Linked DNA regions of Mus musculus: region 2 is linked to region 1. The links are chromatin contacts, called in public Hi-C maps. All regions are on one chromosome and are shown on one strand. Each heading gives the region's core, a stretch centred on a gene start, on an enhancer-like site or on the middle of the called end of the contact. The rest is flanking DNA. Distances are from core to core; before and after follow the strand shown. Region 1 overlaps Gm35305 (a long non-coding RNA gene). Region 2 has its middle 55 kb from the start of Gm35593.

Region 1 (6,061 bases), core at 2,216-4,715:
AGCACCACCACCATCACCAACATCAACTGCTACATCACCCTTACCACCACTCTGACCACCACCAAGCATCATCACCCCAGCCATCAACTCTTACACCACCGCCACCACTACCACCACCTTCTCTACCACTACCTTCAATCCTACCATCATTGCCAGCATCCAAGGCTCAGTGCTTTCATCACCAGTACCTCCAGTATAGACATCGCCTCCTCCACTGCAGCCCCTGCCAGGTCTATTTCACCACCTAAAACTATAGTGACTGTACCTTCTCGTGCAATTTCAGACAAGCTATCAGAGCCTTCAAGGAGGTTTTCAAGTGATCTGTGCACTCCCTGAGCTTTGTGCCCTTTGAGGACAAGAGTTCACTCACTGAGTGATGAAACATAATGTGCCCTCATCATGGAGAACCTAGGTTTCTGAGCAGGAGGCCGTGGCCAAGGCCTTGGCTCTTTCTCATTTTCTCTCTCTCCATCCAACAACCGCAAGTACCTTTGGTGCTTAGCAATCATGCTGAAGCGGGGAATGAGCCTGTCCCAGCTGATGATGGGAAATTCTTGATGCCTCCATTCTGACTTATACTGATGGCCACCACTTTGCTGATCTTAGTGGTAGCCTGGCAGGGTTCAGTAGACTGGGATCTTCTTGGAAGCACCAGTTCTAACGATGTCACTTAGCCTTGTTGTGCCAAACATATCAGAAGCCAGACAATAGTTACTCACTGAAATGATCTAGTTTTATATACAGATTGAACATCTGTAATCAGAAAAGAAACCAAAAACTCCAAGCCCCCCTTTTTGAGATTGCTACAATGCCACATGTGAAAAATCCCACACCTGGCCTCATAGATGTGTGATAGTCACAGAAGAAGTACACTAAAAACTGTGTATGAAAGATTTTCAGGCTGTGTGTGTGTAAGGTATATTTGACACATAAATTTGGCGTTCACACCTGGGTCTGCTCCCCCAGATGTGGCATGAAGTATGTACAAATATCCCTCAACCCACAAACGTCCGTAAACCGAAGCACTTCTGACAGAAGCATTTTGGATCAGAGGGAGTCTCTCCGCATTTACTCTGCTTAAGCTGAGAATGAAATGGATGGTCTGGGCGTGCAGGTCTCAACGTTGGGGTGCATTAGAAGTCATCTGGAGGACCAGCTTCTTCCCGGGTGCCTAGATGATGTGGACCTTGCTTACCCAGGGACCCCACAGTACTGAAACACTGCCTTCCAACCTGGGAAGCGAGGAAGGAGGCCAGGAAACCCCAACTCCTTTTCCTCTAGTCTTGCACCCACTTAGGTGCAGGGCCAAATTTGAGGCCTCATCTGAAGGCACCTCTAGGGAGGACCCCACTGGATAGGGGCGTGTCCCGGTGGGGTGGGGGATCCTGTTTGGCCAACAAACAGAAGGGGCTAAATCCCTGAGCTGAATTCAGGGCAGGGCCGCCTGTGTAAACAGGCTTTGTCTCTGGGTGGATTAAGACTGAGTTGAAGCTAGATATTTTTTTTCTTTCCCTGCTCTCTCTTTTTTTTTTTAAGTGCTGAGAAAAGCCATTAAGGGATTAACACCCCGATTTATGAAAATGGAGGATGATAAAGGAACAATGGTGTGACAGCATTGTGTAAACGACATTGATTCATTTCGGAGACAGGGCTGTTAACTGGGAGAAATGGAGAAATAAATGGAACAATGAGAGGCCGCTTTTACCAGCTTGTCATTAATTAGCCCAGAGTACAATTGTTTTATTGTCCTTTTTGAAAAATACAAAATTGGTAGGAAAATACAAGCACTGAGTAGATCGATGGCTGGGTGTCTCGGCTGACATCTGCTCTCCTTCTCTTCTCTTCCTGAAGCTTTGCCTCCGGAAGTGGCTTTAGAGGGGCAGAAAAGGCGTTTTCTCCTAGCAGAAGGGTCTGAGGAGCTTTGGGGGTAAAAAGACACTCCCGTAAGGGCACCCCCATCTTCTCAGTGGTGGAAGACGGCCTCTAAGCCAGAGACTAAAATCCCTTCTCCCTCAAGAGGGGCTGAAAGGAGTCATGTGGTAGGGTGCAAAGAAATGGGAAGCCTGTGGACCAGAGGAGGGCTTCAGGGGCAGTGAGGCTCCGACCAGGGTCCCCACCTGATGGATGGCTTGGCTCACACAGTTCTCCAGATTAGGATAACCTCCCACTCCCACTCTGCACCAGTTATCTCCAACCAGGCTCTTCAGTCTGCCAATGCTGCCCACCTGGGATGCAAATAATGAAAAAAAGTTCTTCGGGCAGTCAGCTGCACAAGATTAGATGGCGTGCCCAACAGCGCACCTGAATGGGTGTGCGGCCAGCCCCGATTTGGGAAAGGATATATTTCTGCCCTGATTGAAACAAGACTTGTGGGCCAAGAGCAGCTCCTGTTAGCAGGGGGCAAAGGGATGGCATAGGCTGACAGCCATGGAAATGGGCAGGGCAGCTCTCAGCATTGCCCTGAGAGGCTCTAACAGGTAAGGCATGGCCTGGGCCATCAGGCTTGTTCTGGTCCAGTGGCCACACAGGTGCAGTCTGGAGACGCGAGCCAGGCTAATTGAATGATAGTTATGTCAAAAGCTACTTGTAAATCTGGGCCCCATGTCTAGATTCTGCCCCACCAGACAGAGAAGAGTCAGCCAGCCATACTGCTTTAGCGATCCCACAAAGGGTTAATATTGCTTAAGGAGAAATGGAACCCAGGCAACCAGTTTGAGCCACTAGGAAACTGTAAACAGCTTTCTCATTGTTCTGAGCTGCTCTGACTACTGGCCATTGTTTGGCCTTTAATCTGGAAGCACTACAGATATAAACATAGCTATCTTTATAGCATTGTATCCTTACAGTTCAGGATCAAACAATGCATTGCTATGTCTTCAAACTTTACGTTGATATAAAGATGTCTTTATCTGGGCAGGGTCCATCCATACATCTTGCATATAAATGTTGACTGATCATAGACTTTTATGCATTCATGCCACACATTCGGCATCGCCTATGTGCCAGGCACTGCTCTGGAGCAAAGCACACAGTAATAATGAACAAAACGTGAGCTCCACCCCACCCCCTACCCCCTAAGGAATTTACATTGCCTGGTGAACAAACAAACAGGTACTCAGAGAAATGGGCACCACCAATACTACTGAAATCATGGAACAACATGAGCTGTGGTTAGGGAGCTGATGTGGGGAGATTAGTTTAGAAACAGTGCTGAGAACAATTGAGAGGGGACCTGAGCTGGCTGCTTAGGGGTGGGTCCAAGAGGAGGACAAGCCATGGCTGAGGTCTGGAGGTGGGCACCTAAGGAGCACATGTGAAGTACAGAAAGAGCCAAGGAAGCTGGAGCAATTAGAAAGAAACAAGTTCCAATACAAGAGCTATGAATGGAGGAGATGGGGGGAGGGGAGTGTTGGGAAGAGAGGGCAGTGAAGGGGAGGGCAGGGCCTGTGGGCTGGGACCTGGGAAGGACTTTGACTCTATCCAAAAGGCAATGGATTCCTCTGGGAGCAGAGGAGCAAGCAGCACAGTGTGTGGCAGGAGCTACAGTTGTTTCCTTGGACAGCCGGCCACCAGTGTGTGCATCTCATGTCCCAACAGGGTGTTCCCAGGAGCTGTCTGGGGACAAGGGAGCAGAGAGAATGGTGGAAGGGTGACAAACTGGAGCTGCTGGCTGCTGGTTAAATTAGAGAGCTCTGAACCTGGGGTGGCTGTAGCTTACCCTCTCTGTAAGGCAGGGCTGGTGAAAAGAGATCTGCTGAGCTCGCTCACGTGCAGAAACTACGTACCGACTGCCCTGTGTGTAGTGGCTGGAGAGCACTCGCAGAAGGTGGACAGAGAGGCTGAACTTGACCTGCAGGCTAGATAAACACATTAAAGCAGCATATCACCACGTGAGCATGACCATGAAAAGAGAATAATCAGAAATAAAAAAAAATTAATTCCATGATTTTTTTCTGGTCCGTGACTTTGCTTCTCAGTTTCAGATACTCCTGACGGACTCCTGTCATATAGAGTCCAATAGTAGCAGGTGGAAAATTCCAGAAATAAGTAATTCATGAGTTTGAAAGAATTTTTATCAATTTTATTTTTAAATTTGTTTGCATGGCTCCTGTGCAGTGGTCACTTTTTCTTTTCCACCACATGGATTCTAGGATGGAGCTCAGATCCCTGGCAGTGCAGCAGGCATCTTTATCTGCTAAGTCATCTCATTGGCCCTGGTTTATTTTATTATTAATTATTATTACTAACATTGTACTAGACCTGATTTATACATTAACCTTTATTGAAGATTTAAGTGTGGAAAACATGTAGGGTTTTTACTCTTTGTAGTTTCAGGCATCCCCTGAATAAGGGAACTACTACATAGTGAAAAAAAATGCCACCTGGGAGCCAGGGTCCCCACGATCCTAATTTACACTTTGCCTGGCTTTCTTAGAGAGGGAAGCTCACAGGACTCAGCTTTGTCCTTCCCTACCAGACTGCAGGAAACTCAAATGAAAATATAACATTAAAGCAACACTATCTCCCCATTCTCTACTTCCTAGGATTGTTAAACGCCCAATTAAAGAAGATGTGATTTTTACAATAAGCAACATAACTGCATTAAGTGGAGAAAAGTTCCTACAAAACTAAAGAGGGAGGGAATAGCTTCCCCGATCATATTCTTTTTTAACCATGGGTTACAGGTCAACAGCCAAGTGCGCTGGAAACAGCTTGCCTGCTGCTTTGACTCCCTAGAAAGAGATCTCAGACTGGAGTCACTTGGAATGCAGTCTCTTTAGATCTGAGAGGAGGACACCATTGACATCCTGTGTGACATGCCCATTCTGGTGAGTTGGAAGTAGCCAACAAAGCCACCATTAGTGCTTCCAATACCGTCTCCTTTCAGTATCCCGGAGGGTTATTGGTTCATTACCTCAGTATTCTCAACTCCTCAGGTGCCAGGGCCTCACCTGTAACATAGCAGTATTTGCCCATAGCCTAGGAACATCTTCCTAGGTGGCTTATAGCACCTGATGTGACAACTGCTCTGTAAAACGTTCCACTCTGGGCTGCTTAAGGAAGAATGACAAGAAAAGTCTATTCCGGTCCAGAGAGACACATAAGACACAGAGAGACACTGTGCTTCTAGAAATATTCTCCAAAGTTGCTGGAGCTGTGGTTCTGGGGTAAATTCATCCCATCATATAAGCACTTAGTCGGGGGTTTCTGTGATCTCATTCCTAGGGCTCATCTCTCCGGATTCTGTTTCCTCCTGTTAGCATGGGGTGGTAATAATAGTACCATTCTCACTGGACTTCTGGGAAGACTAAAGAAGGGATGTGTGCTGCCTACTTTTACGTCATCTTGACACAGCTACAATCATTTGAGAAGAGAGAACCTCAGTAACTCGGTTGACAAAAGGCTGCACCAGATTGGCAGGTAGGCAAGCCTCTGGCACATTCTCTTGGTTAAAGATTGATGTGGGAGAACCTAGGTTGCTATGGGCAGTGCCAAGCAGGCTGAGCAAGCCATGGGAAGTAAAGCCAGCAAGCAGTGTTTCTTCATGGCCTCTGCTTGAGTTCCTGCCCTGGTTTTCCTCATTGACGACCTGTTACCTTGAAGTGATAACTTGGAAATACTGGGGGCTGTGGTAGCAATGTGATGTATAAGATAAAAATTAACCCTTTCTCCTCCAGTTGTCCGTGGTCCTAGTGTTTTATTACAGAACCTGAAACTCTACCTAAGATGGGTATGTATGCTGGACAGCATCCTATGGAATTCTCAGCTTTTTATAAGGATTGTTTTCTTATTTTAATTTGATTTCATTTTTTTAGACAAGGTCTTGTTATAAAGCCTAGGCTGGCCTTAAACTTCCCACCTACCTGCCTCATAGCTCCATGTGTCACCATGATGGCTCCACAGTCAAAATTTTTTAATGGCTAGTTTTTGGAATATCCAGTTTATAAATTTCTTTTATTTGGGGGAAAACTTCCCACCTTCTGAACCTTGGAAAAAGCATAGTCTATCTCCCTCGTTAAAAGATAAAAATAGTCATGTCAAGTCCCAACAAATGGACCTC
Region 2 (6,061 bases), core at 2,445-4,944, 230 kb before region 1:
AAACTAGAACAGAGGCCAACAAAGCAAGAAAATATTTTACACTTTTCTGCACTTGTGTCATCGGTAGGTTTGTGAGAATGGTGCCCGCGGTGGCAGATCTATTCTTTCTGGCATCACCAGCTGACAGGGCTTCAGAATCTAACGTTATTTTTTGAGATTAGAATTTTCGAAGATGCTTTTTGTGTTATTCCATTCAAGAGGATTTTTTGAATCATTTTCTACAAAGATGGGAAGTTTTCTACTTGATACAACAGCAGCCATTATTCAAAGCCACTTAATTCATAATTTAGAACCATTCATGCAGAAAATTTGGACAAAATTTATCTTCTACAATTTCTTAAAAAACTAATAAGCCTATCACTAATATAAATGAGCTCACAAGAGGGGCATTGCAAGTCCTTTAAAAGACCAAACTATTTTCTAGCAATTTAGAGAAACCCTGTCATTAGGTTGGTGTGCTAATTACAAATCATTCTAATTGATTCAATAGTCTCTCAAGACTTCCATAATGTACTAGACAAACACTTTATTAGCCAGGCTTAGTTACTTTAGGTTCTTAAAAGAAAACAAAAACTTAAGCAGCCTTCCCAAGAACAATCCCAAGTCAGACATCTCACAAGTGCAGAGAGAGGCCTTGTCTTCACCCTTCTTGCTGGTGAGTGTCCATTTCAGTGTTTTGACTTCTTACCTTAATGAGTTAATATGAGACAGAAAGGAGAAAACTATCTTGATTTCGTTCCTTGCATACATCTTGTCTCTCTTGGTAGAAAATAGCCATCATCCATTCTTGCACCAGACTCAGTCCCCCATGGTCTTTAACAATACTGCCTGTCCAGCACAGATAATCATCATCCTGTATAATGAGGGGTGGGGCAAGGAGGTGCACATGTCTCCAGCCAATAAGAAAGTGGGCCAGGTCAACAGGAGTGTTGTCTGATTGGCAGGAGGTAGGTTGGGAGCTATGATATGGGGGAGGAGACTTTCATCAGAAGTAAAGTCAGCAGGAAAGATGAAGCAAAGGAATAGATTCTGGTGCTATCATTTGAAGCTCTGGATTAGGTCAGACCCGAAGTCGTTTACATTCCTGGGATTTACACTCACATTAGCCTAGATATGCCTCTTTTAAGACAATTTTCTTAGCCACTTTACATTGTATTTTTATTTTCTTAAACAACTTTAGAATTGTATTCACATAGGGAATCCTTTAAATATGAAGAAACCATTCTCCATGTACAAATTACCTGTGTGTGTGTGTGTGTGTGTGTGTGTGTGTGTGTGTGTGTGTGTGTGTGTGTGTGTGTGATGCTTGTTGCTGTTTTGAGATCAGGACTTATTATATTTCACTGTCTGCTCTTGAACTCGTAGACTCCAAAGATCACTTCCCAAGTGCCAAGATCACAAATATATGCCCCCCAAATCCAGCCACACCACCTGTAAACTGCTAAGCCAGTATTCCATTTATGGTAAAACTAAAGACTGCATATCCAACATCCTAACTTAAAAATTATTACGAAAATCTTTTCAAATTTCTGTATTGTCAATCCGTTTAGTTTCTGTTCTGAGATTCCATCTACTTCTCCCTCAATCCCTGGGACCTGCTTTTCCACCTAGAATTAATTCTTGATCATTGTTACATAAGGGTTCTCAGTGAACAGATAGTGTGACCTAAAGCCACAAAGTCCTACCAAGAGCCATCTCAAAGACAAGGCAATGCAGACCCTGATTCTGGCTTGATGAAGGGACAGGTGGCAGAGTAATTAAATAATTCATATCAAATACTGGGAAAATATATAATTCCGTGCAAATAAATATTCCTCCTCTCCTTCCCAAAACGAATTTGAAATCATAATAGGTGACATGAAAAGAGAGAGTAACTTGCAGAACCTGTCGCAGACACCTATGGTGATAACAACCTCGTGGAAACCCAATCTTGTCCTGAATCTAAAATTATGGTCATGTTCTGTTTCCAGAAGTAAGTTTTACCATCTGTAAGGTTTGGAGAAGACCTACTTCTCTAGATCATAGCAAAGAGACAAGGGCTTCTCTGTTTCCATGCTCACAATGGGCACATCAAAATCCAACCCCTTTTGTAAACAGAGTCTGTCTTCTAGAGGGTCCCTGAGGAGTCACAGTTGGCGAATGTTCTTACGAATCTGGCAGGCAAACAAGTCTAGGAACACTGGCTTTAATGAAATCAAAAATTAACACTCATTAAATCAGCAAGTAGAAATAGCCCAGACTCTCTAGTGATGTAGTGTACAGGGATAAATGTCCCTGGGTCATACCCAGCTGGGCCTGCCAGGAAAAGGTCGTGGAATATTCCTGTTGAGCAAGCCTCACTGGTGGCTCTGACCTGTACTGAGAACCAGCCAATATCCTGCCAAAGCAACCTGTGCCTGTTGGGAAGTTGAGCATCTTCTCTGGATCTCTGCTGAAAACCTGATCTGGCCATGTTGACCACTTTCATGGTTGGGTTTCTTCAAGAACACAGATTAGACTCGGATTCACATAGATCGGAAGAATCAGAGGGCCCATTTGGCACTGTCCCCTGTGTTGCCTAAACTGTGGGGCCATGATGGCATTGCCTTGAGCCTGAAGAGAACCTACGGACACTCAGTCCCTGTTCAATTGCTATTGAGAAACACTAGCAAAGAAAGAGAGATCAGAGTTCTCTGTGCAGAGGCGAACATCTCGGGAACAGTTTGCAGGAAGCCAATAGCAGAAATTCTCTGTCATGGGACGACTCTGTGTCATGTGCAGTGGCATACTGGGTGGATTCTATCAGAAAGTTGGAAGGGAGAAACATATGTGGGTGGGTATGCCTGAGAGATTGTGGACAGGCACAAGTGTCTCTGTCCTTTGTGTCCCCAGGATGTGAACAGCAGTTTCATGATGACAATCAGAATAACATTTGTCCTTGCTTTCACTAGTCCAAAGACTGCAGTCCGTAAGCTGTAACAAACCCACATAGCTTTCAACTAACCACACATGGAATTATTCTAGAATATTCTATGCCAACATGGAACATTATTAGAAATCTCACACTTCCATGTGGATTCTTGAGATTTCACATTCAAATTCCCATCTTGGTCTTTGAACACACTTAACAGCAATGGGCTGTATTTTAAGGCAGCCTGATTGACAAGGCTGAGTGGCAGGTTGTCCTTTGACATGAGCTCCTCCACCTCTGGTTCTGCCCTTGGCAAGCCCTTCAGTGCCGGCCCTGATCACCTAGACACTAGCATTTCTGAGTATCCTGCCCTGATCTCTTCAGAATTCTTTGGCCAGGGTTACCTAGTGGGTCCACATCAACAAGCCAGCAGGGTGGGCTGGATCAGCACACTGAGAAGCCATTGCGCAGAGCAGAACAGCAAAGTCGGTGGACGGCAGAGGGCATAGGGCATGCCCTGGATCAAAACTCTGTTCTCTCCTCCCCTGTCAATAATCAGATCCCCAGCCCCCAGTCTGCTCTGGGGGGAACTTATTCCCCAGCTTGGTTAGGATGTTTCTTGCTTTGTGGAGCCATAAAAGAATTGGATTTAGCCATGTTTGGCTTCCCCGTTCTCTTACTGACAGCACTATTTAATGGACAAACAGTTTGTTTTATTTATCTGACAGGGTTTCTTCGCATTGTTTAAGGTTATCGGGCCTCTCCCCTGCAGATCATATTACAGCTTGTGCCGGCTCGACCCTCAGCAGGGTTCACTCTAAATCAGATCCTTATCATTGCCTCGGTGATAAATAGAGGCCTAGGAGCCCACAGCCAGGTTATTTATTTAGTGCCTCTGTGGGTCATGTTTTATACAGACCAGGGCTTCTTGTCAGGCCTTCGAGGATCCAGCTTAGGTTGCACTCGGGAACTAAAACCCAAGGCCCCCTAAATAATCCTAACTTAACAGCTGACATTTTTATGAAATAAGTCTGTGCAAATGTGCGGCGGGAAGGGGACGGCAGAGACAGAGAGCTGGAGGTAGGTTTCAGTGTGGAACTCTGGGTGTGGTGGGAGGACCAAGTTGAGAACCAAGAGCAAGCAGGTGTTGGGGTGGGTTTCGAGATGGCTCAAGAGGAGAGAGGAGAAACCAGGCTTTGGTTTTGCGGCTTATTCCAAACCAGTAAAGAATATTCTGATTGCAAGTGGAGTTTGTCTTGGAGAAGTTTTTAAAAGGAAAGGTGGCGTACTATGCCCCTCAAGGGGGTGAGCTAAGTACAGAGGGAACAGGCTGAGGTCTTGCATGGTAGGGATTACATAGGGATGGGGAGGGGGGAGAGGAGGGGAGGTATTGTTTCAGAAGAGGACACAGACAAGACCATCTGGCTGAGCTGGAGACACAGACATCTGCAGAGAGCCTCCTCTTCATCCCGTTCTTCAAAAGCAAGGTGTTCATGTCATATGTGAATGTCGGCTCGCAGCATCGCTTCGGTGTCTGTGTCTCTGTGCACATAGTTCATGTGTTGCTTTGCTGTGCTGAGTTTGACACGCAACTTTGTACATTTGAAATTATCTTATAGCATTTCATCTTTTTTGAATATGGCAAGAAGAGGAGGAAGCAGGAAAGAGAAGGAAAAGAGGAAGAGGAGGAGGGGGCAAGAAGAGGAAGAGATGGCAGTAGTAATAGAAGTACTGGTTGATTTTGATTTCAACCTTTCAAGTCCTAAAAGGAATGAAGATCTCCTTTCAAAGAACTGTGACTGCCCGGCGTGGTGGTGCTCGCCTTTAACCCCAGCACTCAGGAGGCAGCGGCAGGCAGATTTCTGAGTTCAAGGCCAGCCTGGTCTACAAAGTGAGTTCCAGGACAGCCAGGGCTACACAGAGAAACCCTGTCTTGAAACAAAACAAAACAAAACAAAACAAAACAAAACAAAACAAAACAAAACAAAACAAAACAAAACAAAACAAAACAAAACAAAACAAAACAAAACTGTGACTGGCACCACTTCAGCTGTAATGTGAGAAGCAAGGCAGGCACCTGTTTGAAGGACCCCCAAGCGCTTGCTATCTGAGAAAAAGCTCAGGAGACAGTTTAACTTGATTACCCTTGCAAAGACATAACCCCAGCAGCTGCTCAGCACGCTGCCTTGCGCAAAGTGGTACAAGCCCACTTCTGGAGATGCAAATTCTGGCTGGTGAAAGGCCACATGAGCACACCAGTGCGTTCGTTACCTACGGGCTTGAAGCATGGTTTGGAAGGGGCTCTCTCTGCCACTATCCTGGCACGGAACCTGCTTGGAAGCTGAATGTTTGAGGGAAACTGAGAAGAGTCAATCAGTGCATTGCATGAAAATACAGGGTGGGCAAAACTATGTGTGAAGGTGGAGGACCTGACCCAGCACCCAGAAGATGCTATAGCTTGGCTTGTTCAGCAGCAAGAATGAATGGAAGACATCTGCTGTCCGAGGAAGATGGGTGGAAATTATGGCCATCAATCAAAGGGGTAGGAAACCATCACTGAAGCCATATGAAGTCAACTAGGAAGCAAAGAGACTCTGGTATCCTTCATCCTTGTAAATCTCTAATAATGATGGCTCTTGTGGTTTCCAGAATTATTAAGTCTTGTCAAGAAATGTTTCTATCATCTCTCTTAACTCTGTCTAGTAACTCTTACACAGCAGGGATGGGCCAGGCACTGTTCTAAACATTTTACAAGCATAGACTCCTGCACATCGCTTTATATCCATGAGATAAACTCTCATATGCCACCACTCTCTTAAGAATCAAGAAATTGTGCAGGTTAACTAACTTACCTGAAGTCACATGAGAGTCAAATCCAGGCATCTTGGCTCAAGCCCAGGGTCCTTCTCAAAGGCTCTGGCAGCAGGCAGATAAAATGTGTTTGGGATACATGGTTTCCTTTCTAGGAGCCATGCTCAAAAGGACCTGTGCTGTTCTTTGTTGAGTTTCTCAGGGCCTGTTTTTGCCACTAACACCTGCATGCTTTCCTCATCATGTCTGACAACCACTATTTTACGATCTGCTGCAGACTTCCATCCATCTTTCTGTTTCTCACTTTTGCTCTGATAGCATCCTTTCTCTGTGCCTCACGTTCCTGACCGCTCATCTAGG

Evidence for each region. Hi-C and Micro-C count contacts between places; a contact is called where the count stands out from the background.
Region 2: a Hi-C map of extraembryonic endoderm stem cells shows a contact between it and region 1, with 2.1 times the contacts expected there. The contact joins two enhancer-like sites. A contact is called at or near these places in 5 of 484 Hi-C or Micro-C datasets (extraembryonic endoderm stem cells and uterus), 2 of 115 datasets of contacts at active chromatin or transcription factors (extraembryonic endoderm stem cells and trophoblast stem cells) and 1 of 9 other capture datasets (embryonic tail).

Annotation. Positions count from the first base shown.
Region 1 is chr8:89,139,460-89,145,520 of GRCm38.p6, reverse strand. It overlaps Gm35305 (a long non-coding RNA gene), which reads right to left. Exons shown (of 3, transcript XR_003947576.1): 2 at 3,719-3,857; 3 at 3,097-3,615. Among named protein-coding and RNA genes, the nearest start is that of Gm35358, 12 kb to the right of the region's middle. Within about 2 kb of position 3,465, at least 25 of the 459 cell types and tissues checked have an H3K27ac peak or open chromatin away from gene starts, as enhancers often do. A contact at or near this core is called in extraembryonic endoderm stem cells, where this site is marked.
Region 2 is chr8:89,369,249-89,375,309 of GRCm38.p6, reverse strand. No RefSeq gene overlaps it. Among named protein-coding and RNA genes, the nearest start is that of Gm35593, 55 kb to the left of the region's middle. Within about 2 kb of position 3,694, at least 10 of the 459 cell types and tissues checked have an H3K27ac peak or open chromatin away from gene starts, as enhancers often do. A contact at or near this core is called in extraembryonic endoderm stem cells, where this site is marked.